2 separate regions of the Aedes aegypti genome follow, and region 2 is linked to region 1. The links are chromatin contacts, called in public Hi-C maps. All regions are on one chromosome and are shown on one strand. Each heading gives the region's core, a stretch centred on a gene start, on an enhancer-like site or on the middle of the called end of the contact. The rest is flanking DNA. Distances are from core to core; before and after follow the strand shown. Region 1 holds the start of LOC5564323 (long-chain fatty acid transport protein 4). Region 2 overlaps LOC5564323 (long-chain fatty acid transport protein 4).

The links. A called contact is a pair of places that touch in the nucleus more often than the background predicts.
Region 2: a Hi-C map of whole pupa shows a contact between it and region 1, with 2.4 times the contacts expected there. The contact joins the enhancer-like site here to the promoter of LOC5564323 in region 1. A contact is called at or near these places in 2 of 2 Hi-C or Micro-C datasets (whole body and whole pupa).

The regions. Positions count from the first base shown.
Region 1 is chr3:12,497,533-12,501,569 of AaegL5.0, forward strand. LOC5564323 (long-chain fatty acid transport protein 4) reads left to right here and starts at 1,353. Exons shown (of 9, transcript XM_021854362.1): 1 at 1,353-1,485; 2 at 1,996-2,280. The coding sequence starts at 2,260.
Region 2 is chr3:12,536,435-12,540,217 of AaegL5.0, forward strand. It overlaps LOC5564323 (long-chain fatty acid transport protein 4), which reads left to right. Exons shown (of 9, transcript XM_021854362.1): 3 at 2,429-2,793. Among protein-coding and RNA genes, the nearest start is that of LOC5564323, 39 kb to the left of the region's middle. Within about 2 kb of position 2,512, at least 2 of the 3 cell types and tissues checked have open chromatin away from gene starts, as enhancers often do.

The DNA of each region.
Region 1 (4,037 bases), core at 103-2,602:
GCTGCATCAAACAAACCCGGGAAAAGTCAAATAACAAATATGGAACATCTGTTTCGCCGATTTTGCCTTCACAGTTTAGAGACCTGGATTAAACGCCACTGCTAACGGTAAACTAACGGCGAAAGTCCCATTACTTACTGCAATCTTCTTCTTGTACCTACGTCACGTACTTTCACGTGTAGATAGGCAGGCTGTTTTCAATTGCGCCTTCTGTTTTTCAGTCCGAAGTGTGCCCATTTGCCCTTTGCCATTTGTATGTATGTGCTGCTGTTTTTTTAAGTCAACAACGGTGACAGCATCGCATATACAAACATTCACTGAAGCCTAACGCCTTCGACGTTCTTCAAAAGTAATAAAAAATGGTCGAAGCCGCCAGCAATCATCTCGTAGCGAGAAATCAAAGTCATTACCTTCGCTAGTCAAAGCAACCTCAGAACCAAGCAGTGCCCTCCGAAAAAAAAAAATCTCAAAGCCTACTTCAAGAGTGATCACGCGACCTTACGATTTGAGCCGCCACCTTTTCAATGCGAACATTACGAAAGCCTGCTGAGGTTGCAGCCGTTAGCTCTTCTGTATAGAGAAACTCACCTCCGGTAGACACGACCCGTCGTTAGTGACCCCCGCCGGCCGGTAGATCCTCCATATAGTCTCTCAATCTCAGTCTTAGTTTGTCTATTGCCCAAATCTGCAGGGGCGTAGGTAGGTCTTCCATCAGGGGGCTAACGACCATTAAGTTAATTTTGAAAATTCCACGGATAAAACAATCCCCTTTGCGTTATTATCTAAATTTTTATATGAAACGTGGCACTATGGAGAAAAATCACCCTTTTTTTTGAAGAGCAATAATTTTTTTTTGGCGAGATTTGAAACATATTCAATTTGCAAAAGTGCCATAATTATTTTATAGAACAAATTCAAAATTCCATAAATTTCGGCTTCTCAGTATGGAAAATTTAAACATAAGATTAGTCTTCTAAGCATTGAACTTTATTTGATGTTTTCTTCGACCGGTGCGAAGGGGAATAATGACCCCCTCCCTTCATCCCCATACCTACGTCCATGCGAATCTGAGTCCAAACTGTGTGCACCTTGCAGGTGACAGATTCATTCTTCGGTCGGGGAGACCCCGGCCAACCAGACAATCGATTCCAAATTCAGTTCTCCGAATCTCCGAACCTCGCCAAAGACAGGCAAGTGGTAAAAAAGGAATCCTCGGTCGGCGATAGGAACTTGTGCATGCTTATTTTTTTTTTTTTCGTATGCCGTCCCTGCGCTAAGCTCACCGTCGTTTGTTTGATGATGACGAAGAACTGCGGCGTGTGGTGGCGTTGCTTAGAGACTGGAAAGGCGCGCGCCAGCAGTTCAGCCTGAACCGTCGACCTGTTCGGATTGTTAGCCTAACGACGCGTGCGCCAACCACGTGCTTCCCCACGTAGATTAACCGTTTCGAACTCGCGAGTGATTGTTTGTGGAAATTCTTCGATTGTTTGTTTATTTTTTAAACGCGTGTCATTCTGCGGCTGGAATTACAGACCGAACTTCCGGGAATAAGCCATTTTATGAGACGTTTCGAATCATATGTTTTTTGTTTGTTTACCAGCTTTGAAACTTGCTGGCGGGCCCATTTATTTACGTTTCTTCTAGCGCCACATTAGGGAGGAGCTCATTCAATAATGGCGTGCAACGAGCTTTTCAATCTTCCCCAGTAAAATCAAAATCAGCAGGCAGGGAAGAATTTATTTCATTTACTGGTAACATCAGACATGTAACCGCGTAGAAAAATAGCCAGAAAGAGATAAAAATGTCATCACCAACAAAAACTTTACCAGCGCCATTCACATATCATACTAGTTTTTAAAACAATAACAATGAGCGGCCCGCCAGAAAACGTCATCCGACTGTCTCGTAAAATGGCTTATGGGATTTTATCGGTCATTCTCGCGGGTTGACAATGATTAGGAAGAATTTAGTGTGTGATTTCATCTGTTGAGAAAGAAACGAATGCCGCCTGGGGTGGAGATGTGCCTACTTGGATTAACCGAATCGGACGAGTGATTGTGGGAAAATTTGTCGAAACAAGTTACGTTGAAGAGTACCAAATATTGTACACGGAAAGCAAAAAAATAGTGTCTGTATCGTTCATACGTGTGCATATGCGGAGTGACTAAACCGTTGCAAAAGAAATCACCTCGATCGAGTACACTAATTCGATTTAAATCCAGTGGGAACCTTTATATGGATCAGTAATCAATATTCACGATGGTGTACAATGAAACCAAGGTAAGAGAACCGGGCACTTTTGTCTCCTTGTGGTATGGACGTGTCGTTTGATCGGGGCTCGACTGTATACCTCTGTCTTTCCATAGATAGTATAACAACGATGGTTGGCTGTACGAAACGGTAGCCGATTTCACATTAAGTATCGTTTGTGCAAGTTAATTGTGAACCAAAGGACGGTAGGAGAGTAAGGGGTGATATGGTCATCTTGATAATAAATAGTTAAAATCTGACTATCTTAGAATAATTTGATTAGATTTATGAAGACCAAATAAATTTCCAGCACTTTCAACCGAAATCGTCATCAAGAGTTTCAAAACCAATTGGACCAGTAGTTAAAATCAAAGTTTTTTTTTTATACAATATGCATATTATAGCTGAGTTTCAAACAGTTTGATCGTCAAATAGTCTCTAAGACACATTTTTTCATAAGGTCGCTAAAATAGAATAAAACACTCTCAAATATTTATGAATAGCTGTTATCAAATTCAAATGACTGTTTTACCCCGTGTACCCGTTACACCCTGTTTGCTTTTTAAACCGATCACTCGGTCGGATTTATGAAATACTTTTCAACACAATGTTACACGGATGAACGATTCATTGGTTATTTGATTAGCTGCTCCGTGTGGAATCGATGGTGGCATCATTTTGCTTGACAAAGTTCACTGTTGGAAACGAGAGTGTACTGATAGTAATTATTCTTGTACAATTTCACTGCACAGTAACAGTGGTTTCTGTTACATAGAAGGGCGCAAACCATAAGGGCATACAAGGGCACAATTTGTGAAGTTGTTCCTCGATTCTCACTACATTGGCGTAATTAAGAGGGGGCTAGGGTTATCTTAGCCCTCCTTATAAAAAAAAGTTCATCCCCTAGAATTGTTAAAACTTTGATGATACCTGTTACCCCTCTCCTTGCTCAAGAAATTTTGAAATTTTGAATGCGTCAAGTCTCTCAAAAATTCCAACTCAGGTTACGCTAATATTTTACTATTTTAGATGCATTTGTATTCTCCATGCATAATATTCTAATAAAAGGATGTTCATTAATTACGTAAGACGATTGTGACAATTTTTCAAACCCCTCTCCCCTCATAGTACACTTTTTTATGGGAAATAAAAGTAAATTGAATGGGACGTATGAAATCTAAAGTCCCGTCCCGTTATTAATGGACGACCCCTAAAGGCTGATTTGCTGCTGAAAAGGAATCGTTCAAGAAAATTCTCACTGATTTCTTGCAGAAATTTTCTGCACCAATTCCTGTTTGAACTGATACTTCGTTTTAACTGCGTTCTGCGATCAGAAAAAAAGCGTTTTCTTAGGCGGTTCCCAATGTCAAGAAAATACTTGTCAGCAGCAAACCAGGCTTAAGGATTTACATTTTCCACACCCCTCTAGATTAGCTTTAATGATTTTACATGATGACACTGAAAATGATAAGAAGGATTTATCAAACCAATAATTTAATGAATTTCGGATATCAAATCTTCAGTTTTCATTGAACCTTTTTGGTCATGGGAAGTTTTTGTCGGTAAATGATCTAAAGCTTAGCAGCGAAAAAATAATTGTGCTAGGAATATTTAAGAAAATGTTAAATCTGATAGGACGTAGAAAAAATCTGATGAAAATAGTATCAGTTAGTGAAAATTATGTATTGCGGCTCCTTTAATAATTTTTCGTTCTGCAGTAGCCGCCAAGTTCTGCCGCAGCTGTCAAAGTTCTACCACAGACTTAAGAATCATTGTATCATTGAAAG
Region 2 (3,783 bases), core at 1,262-3,761, 40 kb after region 1:
TGCCGAAAAAATATTTCACTGAACAACATGGGAGAACGAAGTAGGATGTTCCTATCAATACATAAAACTGACCTAGATCAGTTAAAAGTTTGAAGTCGAAGATTCCTAATCTCTAGCATGCATATCCATTAGGGATGTTGGTTCTATTCCGTTAGACCGTATGATGTTAGGCCGAATGTCGTTAGGCCGAAAGGGTTGTTAGGCTGAATGGGTCGTTAGGCCAAAAATGTCCGATAATTCTAATGAACCGTAAGGTCGAATGGGTATCTAACAGCATTTGATAAAAAAAAGGAAAAAACATCGATGAATGTGTTTGCGGTTTGAAATAATTGTTAATGATCAAATGTTTTTTATGCCTTTCGACTCTTCCGGCCTGACGACCCATTCGTCCTAACGGAATACGGCCGAATGGCCTTCGGCCTAACGACATTCGGCTTAATGACCTGCATCCCTAGCATGCATATTCATAGCACTAAAAGTTTTGGCATGCGATATACGTGATCGACACAAATCTGCCTCATTAGGGATGTTAAAAAAATTGTTTTGCCTTACTTTAAATTATAACATTTGCAATAAAATTTGACAAGATTCTCATGCCGCTTTAGTGTGCAAAAAAAATGTATCGGTTTATATGTTCTAGGGAAAATTTGAACACCCATAGGAACATTTTTTTCTACCGTACTAAATAATGGAATACAGTATTTTGAACCGTTTCTGAGATAAACCTGATTGAAATTTAAGCTACATCTGATATTTGATCTCGGGACTCCTAGTGTTAATTTGAATACCAGTAGTATGCTACAATATGCATTGCTTTTTTGGGAGCATATGTTTTCATACGACTGTTTTAATGCAATCGCTCAAAATCACTTACACTTTTAAGCGTATTTTGTACATTGTATCGAAAGAAAACTGCCATTGAAGCATTACTGTCCCCGATAAAGTATATGTTAAATTATGAATGATGCAATAACATAATGTAGATTGAAAAATCCACATGGGATAGTTAAGCTTTTATAAGCGGAAAAGATTCAACAATAATATTACAAAGAATTTCTATCCAATCTCACACGATAATGAAAACTTCGAGTCTAAATAACTATGCATCTCCCCCAAAATCGAGGACAAAATTGAAAGAAACACCTGTTTGAATGTTAATTATTATAAAAAAAACTTATGTGGTAAACACGATTCTAGAAATTAGCAAGATAGTCATGTTATTACAAGTGTGAACTAGTTAAAAAAGGATGTGAATAATATTATTAGTTCTTACGTTATTTTTTCGTGTTATTTTAGAACAAATTTGTCAACAGATCTTCAAAACGTAAATCATTTCCCTCGGTTTTCCACATTTTAGCACCGTTCCATTAATGAGTTCTGATTCAACCTCGTGGACTTGATGTTTGCCACCTGCCTAACGAGATTTTATAGTCGGTAGCTTTACAGATAGTTTTACAGTAGTTTCTCGATTTTATCACTGTTCGTTTTAATATCGCTTCATTAAATCACTCTCGATTTTAGCACGGTTTTCTGTTCGATTTTATCACGCCTCAGTAATTGTATGAATTTCATACATTTTGCATTGAAGAATAATCCTAAACAATGATCATATATTAATTTGATCCATCTCCTGCGTGTTTTTCATTTCATTCGCTCTATTCCTGCAACATAAATCTCATATTTTGATGAAAATTATACAGAAAAAAATACATTTTCATTATATCACGCTTAGATATATCACGCCAAAAAAATTTGGATCCGTGATATAATCGAGAAATTACTGTATAGCCTTATTCTTTAGCAGATGGTTAAAGATGATAGAAGATAGAAGATAGAAGATAGAAGATAGAAGATAGAAGATAGAAGATAGAAGATAGAAGATAGAAGATAGAAGATAGAAGATAGAAGATAGAAGATAGAAGAAAGAAGATAGAAGATAGAAGAAAGAAGATAGAAGATAGAGACTATAAGAAAAAAGTTTAAACGTTTGCGCTAGTTATTATCATTAGAGTAATGATCTCTATTACTCTTTATCCACACATTGCATAACATTTTCCAAGCAAGTGATTCAAAGTGACTGACCACCAATCAAAATTTAATAAAACGCACATACTTTTATGTCACTTCAATTTGGATTACGCTACATTCCTTTTTCATCTTCATTGAGGCCCAGGTCACTGCTCTAGTCAGTCACCCAACCACCAAGGTCGTTACCATTGCAACGTAACATGTTGTCATTCCCTGCACGTTCGCCTACTAGGTGTCTTGCGGCTATACAACTTTACTCTGTTAGCGATAGCGAAAGCTCAAACCAACTGCGCCAGCTAGTGCGCAACCGCGATCAACTCGCTTCTGCTATAAGCTTTTAAGTCGTCAAAGCTCTCCTCACTGACCGTCGACTTTTTCGCTTCTCTCTTTCTTTTTGCAGCCATCCATCATCGACATAGAGAAGGGACACGTAGAAAATGACCAAGCCACCAACGGAGTCGACGGAGACAAAAAGCAGCAGCGGTTCAACATCTCTTCGACGTCATCGAGCGCTGTTGTCGCGAGGAGTCCCCCCGGAGCAGGCAGTCCACGCTCGACCAGTGAGCGGATCAGTCGCGTCTTTCTGTACGTGATTCAGTTTGTCGGATTCGGTTGTTCGATCGCGGGTATCGTCCTCGTTTGGTACTTCATGGGTTGGGAATTTGGACTGCCGGCGGTGCTGATCGGCCTGCTGGCCGTGCTGATTGCCAGTGGAAAGTGGCGCTGGTTCTACATCGCAGCCGTGACGATCCCTCGGGATGTGAAGTGAGTTCAGAGGGTGACACGTGGAATACGGGAGGGCTCGATGAGTAGATGTACTGGTAGCTAATTGCCTTTCGTGGTTTAAGTGAAAATTTAGAGATTTTCTTCAATTGTGGTTTCCATGGACGAGTGATCATTGGATAAGCACGAGATACTACGATGGCCAGGCGGTGGAAAGTGTTTTCCAAGGTTTGCTTGGATCTTGAGAGAGGAAACCGGTTTCTTCGAGGCTCTCCGCATATTAGGCGTGAAGCAATCGACGGTTGACCGTGATTGAGCATCTAGTAGGCCGCTGCTGCTGTTGTTTTGGTAATGGCATGACGCTGTTGACGTTGATGATGATGATGAGTGGCGACTGATTGACCTTGCAGCACCAGCGTCAAATTGAACTCTCATACCAGAATCGCAAATAATTAGCTTGCGGGCTGAACAATTGCCTCGATCGAGCAAGCTAGTGTGAATTTCCTATAAGGCATTAAGTGGAGGTTACAAGCACCAGGCTATTCAGTAGCAGCAAAAGACGGAAACACAGCACGACTGTGCGCGATTATTATGCAAGACTCTTGACTTCTCCGGAATGGAACTGGAGTGTGTGCTAGTGCCTCAACAGGTTAAGCAAGGTGATACCAGTCTATTGTATTAAGTTATTTTTTGCGATACTTTGCATTGATAAGACAGACGGGATTTTTGTTGAATCAGATATAAAATTAAATCGAATCGAATGATAATTTGGTCATATCGATCAAGCGGCTTAAACAAAACCTTAATCAGGAAGAATGCACCTCATCAGAGTCTCCAGCGTGGTTCGAACGTGCGTGACATTCCGTCATTTTATCGTCGCCCAGTGCACTCCACCACGCGTTCTACACCAAGCCAGTCGATTTGACAGCCGAACTCTTCGTCGCATACCAAGTAGCCAGAGCCGATGTATGATATGAATATTTTCTCGATTGACCGGTCTATTGGACCTTGGCGTTGTTGGTTGTCATGTCT